Linked DNA regions of Ovis aries: region 2 is linked to region 1. The links are chromatin contacts, called in public Hi-C maps. All regions are on one chromosome and are shown on one strand. The core of a region is the stretch at or near the end of the contact, and the rest is flanking DNA. Distances in the headings are between cores, read along the strand shown.

What was found. A called contact is a pair of places that touch in the nucleus more often than the background predicts.
Region 2: a Hi-C map of liver shows a contact between it and region 1, with 2.9 times the contacts expected there. The contact joins two enhancer-like sites. A contact is called at or near these places in 2 of 16 Hi-C or Micro-C datasets (liver and mixed tissues).

Annotation. Positions count from the first base shown.
Region 1 is chr9:94,848,606-94,855,803 of ARS-UI_Ramb_v3.0, reverse strand. All of the region lies in intron 3 of SNTB1 (syntrophin beta 1), which reads left to right. Among named protein-coding and RNA genes, the nearest start is that of MTBP, 140 kb to the right of the region's middle. Within about 2 kb of position 4,488, at least 10 of the 54 cell types and tissues checked have an H3K27ac peak or open chromatin away from gene starts, as enhancers often do. A contact at or near this core is called in liver, where this site is marked.
Region 2 is chr9:95,041,351-95,048,548 of ARS-UI_Ramb_v3.0, reverse strand. No RefSeq gene overlaps it. Among named protein-coding and RNA genes, the nearest start is that of SNTB1, 12 kb to the right of the region's middle. Within about 2 kb of position 3,483, at least 4 of the 54 cell types and tissues checked have an H3K27ac peak or open chromatin away from gene starts, as enhancers often do. A contact at or near this core is called in liver, where this site is marked.

The sequences.
Region 1 (7,198 bases), core at 3,239-5,738:
AGCAACCCACTCCAGGATTCTTGCCTGAAGAATCCCATGGACAGAGGAACCTGGCAGCTACGGTCCAGGGGGTCACAGAGAGTTGGACTGAAGCAACTGAGCCAGCACGCATTCAGTACCTATAACCCCTTCATTCAGTAAACAACTGCTGAGCACACACCCCATGCCAGGAGGTTGGAGTACTGGGAATATGACCGTAAACACAGCAGGCAAGGTCCTTGCTGTACCGAGCTTACACTTCAGCAGGGGAGATGGATGATACACAAGCAAGCAAGGAAGCAGTTCAGATAGCGATGAGTGCTGTAAAGGGGATGAGCGTTTTGCATGTAAGGAGTAGGGAAGTGATCTTAGGTAACTGTTCACGATGGGCAAGGCAGTGGGTTGGAAATTCAGAGGTTCTTGAGAAACTCACCAACAAATGGGAAGGACAGACATGCAATCTTAGAATCTCAAATATAGAACTGTGTGTGTTAATTTGGTGTTAAATCCTGTGAGAGTTCATAGGAAGAAATCATCTAACTTAGCCTGAGAAGGTAGGAAAGGGGTGAAGGGGAATCTGGAAAATCAGGCATAGAAAGGCTTTTTCGGTTGCAAGAATGGCATGTACAGAGATTTACTGGAGCAAAACGCACGGCCATTCTTTTACACCCAGCCGTTCGTCCTGGGTGACTGGAGCGCTGACTGTGTCCCTTCAGGTCACTCTGTCTCTCGCAGCAACGCCCTGAGGCAGTTGCCCCTCACTCATGCTGCTGTGCTGTGCTCTTAGAATTCTTTGGAATTGCCTTCAAAGACAGTCTCTAAGCGGTGTGTGAATATCTGCTGTGGAGGCACAGAGGCCTCCTCTCTTGGTCCAGATATGTCCTTACCCTATCTCTCTTTCACCTTCGGCCTGTTTGGCTCAGTCCCAGCGCCCTCTGCCCCTTTAGACAATAACTCCAGCCTCGCGGAGCTGAGGACCTGAAGCTGCCTTTTGCCCGGGACTACAGTAGGGCAGGCTGTCATGGACTGAAGCCTCGTCCTGGCGAAGAGGCCTGCATAACTCACTGAAGCTATGAGCCAAGCTCTGCAGGGCCACCCAGGACAGACAGGTCATGGTGCAGACTTCTGACAAAATGTGGCCCCCTGGAGGAGGGAATGGCAACCCACTCCAGTATTCTTGCCTGGAGAACCCCGTAGACAGCATGAAAAGGCAAAAAGGTATGACACCAGTAAATGAGCCCCCCAGATCAGAAGGTGTCCAAATATGCTACTGGGGAAGTATGTTAATCGCTCAGTCGTGTCCAACTCTTTGCGACCCCATGGGCTGTAGCCCACCAGGCTCCTCTGTCCATGGAATTCTCCAGGCCAGAATACCTTCTCCAGGGGATCTTCTCAGCTCAAGGATGGGACCTCGGTCTCCTGCATTACAGGCAAATTATTTACCGTCTGAGCCCCCAAGGAAACCCACTGAGGAAGAGCATAGGGCAATTACTAATAGCGTCAGGAAGAAGCGAAAATGGTGCTCAGTCGTAGAGGTGTCTGGTGGTAAAAGTAAAGCCCGATGCTGTAAAGAGCAGTATTGCACAGGAACCTGGAATGGTAGGTCCTTGAATCAAGGTACTCAGTCGCCATAAATGTGAGCAAATGCCAAGAGGTAGTGAAGGTCAGAGGAGCCTGGCGCGCTTCAGTCCATGAGGACAGCACTTGGCGATGGGCCGTGTTGTTGTGCCGGTTAAGCCTGACCACTAGGGGCGCCACATCCAAAATGCCTGAGGAAGCTGAATGCTATAAGTTCCCACGGAAAGTAACTCAGCAGTGTTGCTAGAGAGCCTGCCGGCCCTCGCTGGGCCAGGGGCTCTGTCCCACCCAACCACCAGGCTTAGGGAGTTTTCCATGTCAGTTCCATCTTCACCCAGGATATAGAGATCTGTAAGCTCAGGACTACCTTTTTTTTAAGTTTGAGAACAGTGACAATACTGCTTTTTGTCTGGGGCTTTAGGCATTGCACCAAAATAGATTTAGAAGTGAGCACTCCAGCGTTGTCTCCCACAGAAAAGCCCTCCTTCAGGTTCCCGACTCCAAGAACCCCTGAGTTATATGTAACCGACAGTCGCCGTGGCTTCTTTGGGCTGCTGTGACAACGCGCCAGAGCCTGGGTTTCCCAGCTGGCGCGGCGGGAAAGAGTGCGCCTGCCCGTGCAGGGGCTGCGGGAGGTGCGGGTCTGATACGCGGGTTGGGCAGGGCCCCTGGAGTGGAAAATGGCAGCCCACCCCAGCATCCTATCTGGAAAATTCCACGAACAGAGGCGCCTAGCGGGCTGCAGTCCACGGGCTTGCCGAGAGTCGGACAGGACTGAACACACAATATAGGCTGGGTAGCTTATGCGCAACAGAAATGTGCTTCTCACAGGTCTGGAGGCTGGACGCTCAGACCCAGGTGCCGGCACGGGCAGGCCAGGACCCCTTCTGGACTGCAGTCTTCTTGTCTTCAGACGGGGGAGGGCCAAGAAGGCAGGGTCCCTCTGGAAGATCTTTTGTTGGGCACTGATCCCATTCATGTGGGTCCCATGTGCTCACGACCTGATCACTTCCCAGAAGCCGCACCTCGTAATACCATCGCCTTGTCCGTTAGTTTTCAACAAAGGAGCTTTGGGGAGATGCGAACATTCAGACCACACCTGCATTGCTTCCTAGCGGTTCCGTCTTCATTTCCTTTGACGCTCCCAGGAACTGGCTGGTTCTAGTCCGTCTAACGCTAGAGCAGAGCTGAGGGCCGTCCTCCTGACGAGTGAGCACCAGCCCGTGCGCCCGGTCAGAGGCGGCCGCCTCCTCGGTCTGCAGGAACCGCGGCCGTTTTCAGGAAGCACACGGGCGCCGCGGGGATGCTGTGTGCCTCGCGGCGGTCGTGGCGCAAAGTGCTCACGCGGATGCCGCCCAGAACAGGTGCGATCGCTGAAAGCAAGGGCCGCTTTTTGAATCGTGCTGATGAGAAAGCTGAGTCTCGGGGTTGGGATGATTCATTTGACCTTTCATTTCTAAGTGGTTTTATGAAAATGTGAGCGTTGCATGCTCTGTAATCTTAAACATGAAGTGTTGAATTTGTTTCCTTTTTTTTTTTTTCTCTTTTCAAACCAGACCTACAAAAATCAAGCTAGCTTGAAATACCCATATAGGGTCAGGTAATCATCTCTAAAATGCCAGTTGCTGGGAGCCTGTATTTCCTTGTTCCACTCTTAAAGAAAGGAAAACTGTTGGTAAGAGCAAGGCAGCCCTACCCAGAATGTCCTAGTCAGTAATTACTGTGGGCCATGACGGATTTGGAGACCTGAGGAAGCCTTTCTTTTCGGAAGTAATTTCTCTGCCCTGCTGGGGTTTGTCGTCCTCCGGGAGAAGGTGATAGGAGGTGTGTGAGCAGTGTTTTGTGCCAAATGGTATTATGAGGGACGACTTGAGAGGCCCCGACCTGGGAAGGAGAGCTTTAAAGGGCTCTTTATTACTGCGTCCGTTTAAGGAAGAAGTTGGTGGGAAGGAAGGAAGGAGTCAGGAAGCAGGGAGGGGAGATGGAGGGAAGGAGGGGAGGGGAGAGAATGGCTGCTTCAGTCATGTTACCTCCCTGGATTTAAACCAGCAAATGTTACAGAAATAACATCCACATTTAAAGAGACAGGCTTCAGACTTTCTCTCAGACCCCTAATGCGTGGTGTCTGACTCCCGGAAATATGAGACTAGCCCTTGGCCGTTCAGGGCTCTCTTATTTTGGAGATAAACGCGGCAGACGTTTCACGTGAGTGGAGGGGCAGATCAGTAACCGTGAAGCCTCGTGGGTCCTGCAAGGCGAAGTTTCTCCTCCCGTCAGGTTTTAACTAGGCCCACGTCTGCCGTCCTCCCCGGTGGCCATGTGGAGCGTGACGTGCTGGGTGTGGGCTGTGGGGTCAACACCGAGCTGCTGACCTCCGCGTCGAGGAGCCCTCGGCTGAGACGCTGACCCGGGTTCCAGCACGGTGCTGGATCCATCGCGCTGATTCTTGGCTCCGATACGAATGTGCAGCTCATGAGTTGTGTGGGGTGCGTGTTAGCCCAGGCTCTGGCTCTGGCCGTGCTAACACCAGACTCCCCATGGGATGGAGCTGGAAGGGGGGCAGCAAGATGCCCAGGGCACTGACATCATAACAGACGTGAGCAATTAGCAAAGCTGTGTTGCAGAAGCACTGATTCTTAGCTTCTGGGAAGTAATAAGCCATCAAGAGGTGGAAAGGCATGCTATCTTAATCTCCTTTTAAGTAAAAAATCTTTCCACATCAGAGAGGTGCTTTATAAACTGTGAAATAGGGAGGAAAGTTGAAATGTTTAAAGAGTCGGGTAATAGCTTTTATTACCAAAGGGAAGCTGACTTCCAACCCTGCTGTTGAGTAAGAGCGGATTTAAGACCTTCGGGCATGGTCACGAGGCACAGGCCACAAGGACACTGTGACATTTCGGGGCAGTGCTGTGTTATCTGGCTTTTGTGTGTTTTTTCAGGAGACGACAGGTCAGAGGTACAAAAGGGCATGGTGCTCTGGCCTTAGAGCACAGTTGCACACAAACATTTCCACCAGCGCATTCTGGGAGACGGAATATGCTGGAAGAGGAATCACGCCTAAGTTTTTATTGCAGGCGGAGTGCCCACCACTGTCACTGGCTCCTAGTTCACGGCACACAGGTTGAACTGGTTAAGGTGCTGATAAAATCAATTACAAAGCCAGCCACGCTACGGAAGGCAGTGTCTGACTTTGGCCACGGCACCTCTCTTAAGTTTGTTCCAACTGCCTCACTTTACAGATGAGGAAACTGAGGCAAAGAAAGGTGAACGACCTTTCACTTAAGGCCCTGCTGCCCCTGAGCAGTAAGGTTCTGTAGGAAAGGAGACTGCCTGCTATGATGGCACGGGTCAGCAGTGGACACCGAGCCCTGGAGGCCTTCTCCCCTCCTGCTCAGTCCATGCACCCTGCCCTGTCCGCACACCCACTCACCCGGCTCCGTCCGCGCACCCGGCTCCGTCCGCGCACCCGGCTCCGCCCAGTTCTTGCTTCCTGGGGAAACCTCTGATGGCCTCTCTCAACTCTCGCATGCAGCCCTGCAAACGGTGATGGTGGTGCCTGTGAGTGTGCTTTGTAAACCACAGAGCTCCATACATGTGCCAGCTATTATTATGAATTTTTTTTTCATGACATTGCTTTCCAAACTGTTAATACAGTTTAAAAGAGGTAATGTAACAGATAAAGAAGAAGTAATGGGATCCATGACCAAACAACTTTGAAAACAAGGCTGTGTGTGTGTGTGTGTGTGTGTGTGTGTGTGAAGTCGCTTCAGTCCAACTCTTTGAGACCCCATGGACCGTAGCCCACCAGGCCCCTCTGTCCATGGGATTCTCCAGGCAAGAACCCTGGAGTGGGCTGCCACACCTTCCTCCAGGGGAGCTTCTCGACCCAGGGATCAGACCTGTGTCTCTTGCGTCTCCTGCACTGGCGGGCAGGTTCTTTACCACTAGTGCCACCTGGGAAGCCCCAGAAGGCTGTATTTTACCTATGTTGGAAGCTCTGCGAGGCCTTGATGTAAAGAAGCCCTGTGACTGTGTTGACATAGAGGTCGCTAAATCTGTCTCACCATTGTAACGCTCCATCTTTACAGACCCAGACACAAAGAATGTCACGTGCCTGTCTTGTGTCAGTGTCGATAAGTGTTGCATTCGCTTACTGGCCGTCACTGGGTGTCTGGTGTGCAAGCAGCAGTGGTGCAGTGTTTCAAGTTTCGTAAGGAGACTCATCTGGTGGACTCTGGGGTAGGACTTCCCGCTGTGCTGACCTTCCAGCTGCGTGACCTGGACAAGCCCACTCCCACGTTTCTAAGCCCCAGTCTTGTCTGTGAAAGGGGTATAATAACAACCTTGCAAAGGCTTTGTGGACATGAAATGATATCACGTAAGCACAACGCTTGCCACAGCATCTGTCCTAGTCCATCCAAGCAGCTAAACTGAATACCACTCACAGGCTGCCTGTGAGCAACAGACATTCTTCTCACGTCTGGAGGCTGTAAGTCCAAGATGAGGGTGCCAGTTTGAGGCCCTCTTTCAGATCCAAACTTCTTGTATTTTCACTCGACAGAAGTGGGGAGGGATCTCCGAGGAGTCACTTTCATAGGAGGTAAAAGCCCATTTAGGAGGCCTCTGCCCTGCTCATGGAATCACCTGCCAAAGTCTCGGATGTCCTAATTCCATCACCTCGGGGATCGGTAGGGCTTCCCAGTGGCAAAGTGGTAAAGAACCTACCTGCCAAGGCAGGAGACACAGGTTCAATCTCTGGGTCGGGAAGATCCTCTGGAGAAGGGAATGGCTACCAGTTCCAATATTCTTGCCTGCAGAATCTCATGGACCTGGAATTCCATGGTGGGCTGTAATCTTCAGTGTCACAAAGAGTCAGACACGGCTGAGCGACTAACACTTTAACACACTATTATTAGTAGGATTAATTTTACTTTGTGATGGCTATACAAGATGGAAACATGACATAGACGTAGCCTGATCACTTTCCTTCAGTGCATTCTGCCCAGTGCTAGAGTTAAATTTTATCAGTTAACTACAGACACCATGATATGGAAATCTGGTGATTCACTGTTTGGAAGGACACCTGGAAGGCTCTACAAAGATGATATGTGAGCTAATCTTAAAGTAGATGTCTTCCAGGTAAGAACAAAACAACCCCACTAATAAATAGGAAAACAAACAAACAACACGAGAATTCAGGGAAGTTAATTGCCTGTCTGGCACTGCCTCCCTGGTGGCTCTGCAATTCAGCACCCTATCCCCTTAGGTCCAAAGGTGGCTCATCTTTCTCTGATTTGATTTTCTGCAGAGACTGTGACATGTGCATGCTCAGTCATGTCCGACTCTTTGCGACCCCACAGATGCAGCCCGACAGGCTCCTCTGACCACGGGATTTCCCAGGCAAGGACACTGGAGTGGGTTGCCGTTTCCTCCTCCAGGGGATCTTCCTGACCCAGGGATGTATCTCCTGCTTCTCCTGCATTGCAGGCAGATTCTTAGCCCATTGAGTCATCAGGGAAGGTCCAGAGACTGTAATAGGAAGTGTTAAAAAAAAAAAAAAGAAAGACTCTACAAATATTCAGAAATAATCTAAAACAATAGCTCCAGTTTCCTGTTTGACTTTCCCCCACAGCTTCTAGTT
Region 2 (7,198 bases), core at 2,234-4,733, 190 kb before region 1:
GAAGGGGTAGAACTCACTTTCTGAGCACTTCTGTTCTCTCTTAAAGTCTATCACACCTGCTCAGCACCCCTTGCCAACCTGCCCCTCTAGCCCCGTGTCCTCAAAACGCCCCTTGTTCAATGGCTCAAAGTCACAGGCAGAATGACGTTTGGTATATTGATGCTATAATGATGAGACTCCAACCTTAACACTCAGAAATGGATTGTTTTGGACAGAACTGCTAGTAACTTATTCTAAAATCCATTCTCTCCTTCTGCCTTACTAATAGAACCCAAAACCGTCCCCCAGGCAGATGACTGTCTAGAAAAAAGATGAATTTTCCTAGCTTTCTTACAGCCAGCTGTGAATAAAAGACTGCATTCTGGACAACCATCTACAAGGAGAACTGTTATTTAGCAGGTTTCAAGAAGCACCCTCAGGTATCCGGCGCCCACCCCCCGCCCCCTTGTCGTCGCCTCCTCCTTGAGATGGAGACACTGCGGCTGGCACTCCAGCAGCCACTGCGATCAGGTCTATGAAGGGATGGTGGGTGGAGAGCTGGGAGGAGTGTCGGTCCCTAACTTCATTTGGCCAACAAATTTTCTCTGGACTGCCTCTGGATTTTTCATACGTGGGGAAAGGGTGAATATTTATCTTGCTTAAGCAACCACATTATTTTGTTACCATCGTACACAACCCCACTCCCCAAATCTGAGACTGTTGTCAAGTTAGCCAAACTCATAGGGGCAGAAATATTGAATCTCTGACTTTCTGAGGCAATTCAACTCATGTACCGCCAAGTACCCAGAGGCTGGTAATGGTGATCAGGGGCGCCTCCGAGACTGTACAGTGACTTCCTGGCTCCCTCTTGTCAGGGCCCCGATCAGCTCTCAGCTCAGCCTTGAACTCTGTGGCCTTCCATCGCACCTAGAGATACAGATTAGAATGGAGGTCAAAGCAGACACTCAGGACTCACCCATTTCTGCTCAGCCTGTTACTCACTGTGCGCCCTAGAGGGGGTTAGCCTCTTTATGCCGCACTTCCTCCTCACTCAAGTGGTGATCTAAATGGGAACTACTTCATCATTCTAGGGCTTAAATGAGTTGCTCAGTGCTAAACAGTGTCTGGAACAAAGAAGAGCTACCTAAGTGTGTGCTGTTAATTTTATTGTAATATTATTATCACTAGCATTTTCCATGCGTTGGGCTTTATGCTGATAGCACTTGATCTTCCTACTATAGAGCTATTGTCTATTTTATCCTTTATACATTTGTTTAGAAATGTTGTTTAATTTTGAGAGAAATAAGCATTCATTAAAAACACTCAAACCATATATAAGTCAGTAAATCAAAATTCAAAATGTCCCTTCACACGTTGGTCTCCCTGTCATTACCAATGGCAGTCGTTAACCATCACACATGCATCTTTCCAGGTATGTTCCATGCATGGAGAAACATACGTAGACATACGTAAAGATATAGACAGACATATGGATACATATGCTCTGCCGCTGTTTCATACAAAAAGGCTCATACTACACTTATTATTCTATTATTTGATTTTTTGATTTAATATTATTATTTTTATTGAGATATAATTTACATATAACATTGTATTCACTTAGGGTATGCAACATACTGATTTGATATGTGAAATGTGTATTATCACAAATTTAGTGAATATTTATCACTACATATAGTTACAGATTTGTTTTTTTATGAGGATAACTTTTAAGGTCTACTCTCTTGGCAACTTTCAAACAAACAACACACTATACTGTATATCCTTAGGATTTATTTATCTTATAACTGGAAGTGTGTCTCTTTTGACTTAATATTATTTTGACAGCCTTAAAAATGTTTGCATGGTATTCCCTATTCATGGCTTTTTAAACTGTCTCCAGCTTTTTACTATTATAAAATATACAGTACCTTTGTACATTTGTGTGAGTATATCTGTCAAAGAAAATCCCAAAAACAAAAGAGCTGGGTCAAAGTCATAGAAAGTGCTGACAAGTTCTGCAAAAAGTTTGTTTCAAGTTATAAACCATGGATAGAGAAAGTGAGTTCTATCCTACGTCTTCTTCAAGATGTACTGTTATCAAATGTCTTAAATCTTTGCCAACCTAAGAGGTAAAAAGACAATGATCTATTGTTCTAATTTTTATTGTGAGTGGAACTGAGAAGATTTGGGAAATATATACTGTGCCTGTTTTGCTTATTTTTCATGTGAAGGCTTCGGTTTATGTCCTGCCAGTATCCGAAACTTATGTCCTTCCAGTATTGGAAACTTCCAGTATCCCAGAACCCCAAGGGGCTTCCCTGGGGGCTCGGTCAGCAGAGAATCTGCCTGCAGTGCAGGAGAGCTGGATTCAGTCCCTGGGTTGGGAAGGGCAACCCACTCCAGTATTCCAGCCTGGAAAACCCATGAACAGAGGAGCCGCGTGAGCCGCAGTCCATGGGGCTGCAAGAGTCGGACACGACTTAGCAACAAAACCACCATTTCCTCAAAGATTCTAGCTCTCCATGCCCTGGGCCACCACACATATGGACTCCTGTTCAACACAATCTCCATCTGATTTCTGACACCAGCCATTCATTCAGTCGCATCTGATTCTGAGAGTCCTGGTTCCAAGTGCCCCTGTAAGTAGATGGGAAGGGGCTCTGGTGGCAGATTTGGACATACTCTTTCTAAAGAGTTAAGCAACAGAATGAAAACTATCACTCTCCTCTCCCTAAGTCCCGTCTCTTCTGTGAGTTGGAGGAACAGGCTGTATTAATATAACCCTGAGCCTCCCCAAGCTGGTGTGAACCCTCAGGCCGAGTCCAGCATCTCCAGCAGCACCGTGTTTCCTCGTGAGAAGCCATGACTCTTAAGGGCAGACTTTGCTAAAAGCCCAGCAAGCTCCACCACCCTACAGTCACCCCATGTCTTAGAGGAATCCTTTGGGAATGGTTGAGGCAGACAGGGTCCTCCAGGCAAATAGGTCCCACACCTTAGGGACATCCATAGCTCACAAGGCTGACTCAGACTAAGTTTTCCCAGAGCTCCTGACAGCACCTCCCAGCAATAACTGAAGCTTCAGAATACAAAGAATAACAGAGAAATTGGAGTCTACCATATGGAGCTCTAGCTTTGCAAAGTACATCTGTGGGCTGTAATTTTGGTAGGTAAACAATTTGAAGAACCTGTTTGTGAGAACCTATGCAAAGCCTGGTTTTGTATGCATGCAAAGCATGCCTAAGACCTTCCAGAGGCTTCTTACATGCTCCTTCACTGTCCCCCAAGCAACGGCATGGCTCAACCCACTCTTCACTCTTCTTTCACAGATATTGCAAAATCTAGCTTTTCATCCACTTCAGGGAGTACCTGAACTCAGGAAGCCAAAGCACTTGGCAAAAGCCACAAATTCCCCTTTAGAACAAAGAGGCACAGTTGTAAATCCAGCTCTGAGAACAGGCTGTGCTAAGCCACAGCTCTCCAGCAGGGTAGGCCATCTGACCTCTGAGGGAGACGGTGCCATGGTTCTGACCGATCGCCCACCCGCTGCGCACGCTTTCCCAACCCACCTGGGCCCTCCTCACTGCCGCTGGGTCTGCACCAACCTGCCCTCCACTTTCAAGTTCCAACTCAGCACTCACTTCCCTGGCCTTGCCCTTCTCTTCTGGTTGCTCATCTTTCACATTTTCCTGGACAATGAAGTGTTCAGTCCTCATGAAGATGGGCTCCTGTGTGTTTGGGAAGTCAGGATGGCACAGGACTTTGGCATCTGGCAGGAATACAGCTAACACCAGCTCTGACATCTGCCAGCTGTGACCTTGGGCAAGTTACGTAATAGCTTCCTCGGTTGTCGGGTGGATAATCACAGTCGCCTTGGAAAGTTGTTCCGATGAGTAAATCAGATAATACATGTAAAGTGCTTAGCTCCGGGTCGATTCGTGCTATGAGACCTATTCTTAGCTTGGCCTCTCTTTTTGGGTAGCTTCACGTAATCCTTTTCCTTCAAATCCAAATCACCCATTCCTTGAAATTGGAAACCAGGTCCTATGAAATTTTTTCAATTCCATAAAAGTGTCTAACACAGGTTATTTATGGATTAGTCAATAGTTGTTCCTGAAATTATTGGAATATTGACATAATATTATGGTGAAAGGTGAGAGAGTCATGTGAATCAGGTTTAAAAGCTGATGGCCTCAACAGACTGTTGACAGAGTTTTGTATAGAGTATGATTCTCCAGAGACTCAAGAAAAATGCTGAAATTTGACTCAGAAAACCTGAGTTATAATAACCTTGAAAGTGAAAGTGAAGTCGTGAAGATGAGACTGACTCTTTTGCCACCCCATGGACTATAGCCTGCCAGGCTCCTCTGTCCATGGATTCTCCAGGCAAGAGTACTAGAGTGGGTTGCCATTCCCTTCTCCAGGGGATCTTCCCAACCAAGGGATCGAACCCGGGTCTCCTGCATTGCAGGCGGATTCTTTACCTTCTGAGCCACCAGGAAAGCCCATAATAACCCTGGAAACCTTGATAAAGTCAGACAACCTTGTGTTCTTATCAATAAATAATGCTTAGCAATATCTGACCTGCCTGCCTTTCTGGGATATTTTGAGGATCAGTTGCCACCATCTGTATGAAAACATTTTCAAACCATAATGCAGTCTAAAAATGAAAGATCTGAGAATGGCTGGGTCCATTAGACTTCTTATGCTGACCTAGGGAGGGAAGAATAGGCACACTGTTTCTCCGGGACACCATCCCGTGGCTGAACTGCGTCAGGATCCGTAGCCTTGAACTGTGTGCGTAATGCGACCCTCTCCTGGATGACCGAGCGTCAGGCTGTACTTCCCAAGACTGCTCAGAACCAAATCTGCTAGCTCCCGCGCCCCACCTAAGCCTGCAGCGGTCAGAGTGAATTTCTAAAATATTAGGAGCCTTTATGGGGATCAAAGTGCAGGCACTTACCCAGAAATGTTCTCTAAATTGCCTACATTACCAGAAAAGGTAAAGTGCAGAGAATCCTGGGATGGCCTATAGATTCAAATGAACCCAAATTTATCTCTATTCAAGTTCCATTGTTAGCACTTTTTGGATCAAGTAGGATTTTTTTTTTTCATTTGTTTTTGCTGCAAGCTTGTGGAAGTGTTTGGCTTGACAATTAGGAGTTGGGAAAGAGGTGGAAAATTACAATCTGAGAGCTGCCCTGTGCCTTTTTTTCAAGAACCTAACAGGAAAACATTGAGTCTGGTGTTGAAGCATTATAGCAGGAAACAGACGAAGTAGAAAGCATTCTACTTCTGCCGCGAGTCCGGACAGCGGTGCAGGCTGAAGGTGCTCCGTGCAGCAGAAGGAAGGCCAGCTGGGCTGCGGCCACGAGACCTACCTGTGGCGCCACATTCACTGTACGGACAGGGGTGGGGACTTCTCGGGGCTCAGAGTTTTCCTTCAACGCTATAAGAGCGTGAGATCGTATCAGATTATGTACTGAAGACAGACCAACCATATGCAGACTTCCCAGAGACTGAGATAGAAACCCAGACCTCCAGTTCAGTTACTTACAGTGGGAGACACAAGGTCATGACCGGAAGGCCGAACTCCACCTGTGTGAGTCTCTGTTTCGCTTGTCATTTATTTTATTTCTGGAGCTAAATAATATTTTATGCAAATCTGAGTCTAAAATTTTTTCCGCTTTTATTATGATGCCACTGACTTATAACATGAGGCAAGTTTAAGATGTCCAACAGGGTGATCGGATAAACGTACTGTGAAGCGTCTACCACAGCTAGGCCAGTTAGCATATCCGTCACTTCGCAGCTAACTCTGTTTTAATCATAAGGGCTTTAGAGACCGTCTCTCTCAGCAGCTCTCAAGCAAACAGTGCCTGCACGTGTGCTCGATCTTGCCTGACTCTTTCCGACCCCAGGGACTGTAGCCCACCAGGCCCCTCTGTCCATGGGACTCTCTAGGCAAAAATATCGGGGTGGGTTGCCGTGCCCTCCTCCAGGGGCTCCTCCCCACCCAGGAGTTGAATCTGGGCCTCGAGTATCTCCTACGTTGGCAAGTACGTTTTTTACCACCAGCACCACCTGGGAAGCCTGGTTTCCATAGTGACTGCACCAACTTCTATTTCCACCAACAGTGTGCAAGGTTCCCTTTTATCCACATCCTCACCAGCCCTTGTTAGTTCTTGACTTTTTAGTAATAGGCTGAGCCACATTTTAAAATCAGCTAGAAGTGTATCTCTTGATTATCTTAGAAAGTCAGAGGACTTGGTCCCTGCGCTTTTCCCACCTGGCCAGAGTCACTGCCTGCTGCTGAGCGGGGCTGGCCCTTTCAGCAAGCTCGCGCTCCCCAGGTGTGTGCACCTCTCGCCTCTGATTATCACCCAACGCTGGACTCATTTACTGTGCTCTTTGTGGAGAAATAGCTAATCTATACTCGTGTCTCTATCAAAACCTGGAAAACTTAATAGAAAACTGGAGGGCAGAGCATTTTAAGAAAAGAAAAAGGACATATTTCCTCTAGAGGGTGAAAAATAAACATTCTCATTTTATATGTATATATAAAATCATCAAAATCGTAAGCTCCTTTGTTCCCCAAAGCAAAATCACAATAACCTTAGCCATGAAAAAATTTCAAAAGGCACTGATTATAATGGATGTTTTGTGACAGCATCTAAGTTCATTCTAAACAGATTTTATTGGGGAAAAACAAAATTCTGTCTCAAAAAAAAAAAAAAAAAAGAACAAAGAAAGAAGTCTCCAAACAGCCCCAAACAAAATTTGCAGTTGCTTGACTTTCTGGAAAGAAAATAAATGGCAATAAAGTATCTTTGCATCCATGAAAAATGTAAGACTCCCTTGCTCTGAATGTAACCTAAAGCTGCTTTTTGTTGGGGGCATTGGTGCTGGGACATTGAGAGAGAGAGCCACAGGTTTTTTTCACCTTTCAGAAAGCCTGTGAGACAGAGCTTAAAACACAGCAGTGGTAGGGCCGCCAAAGACCCAGTCTTTGGAAGAGAGGTTGGTCCCCTTGCGGGTTTCCCTTTCAAAATGACTGTAAAAGCCCTCACTCAGACACCTTCAGACGTAAAGGCTGAGTTTCAATCAAGTGAAGCTTAAAATGTAGTGAAGGTGGCAGTGACTCAGTGGTGAAGGGATATTTGGTGGAGTTTGTCACACCGAAGTCTGAATTTCAGCTCTTCCCCCTAGATTTATGTGA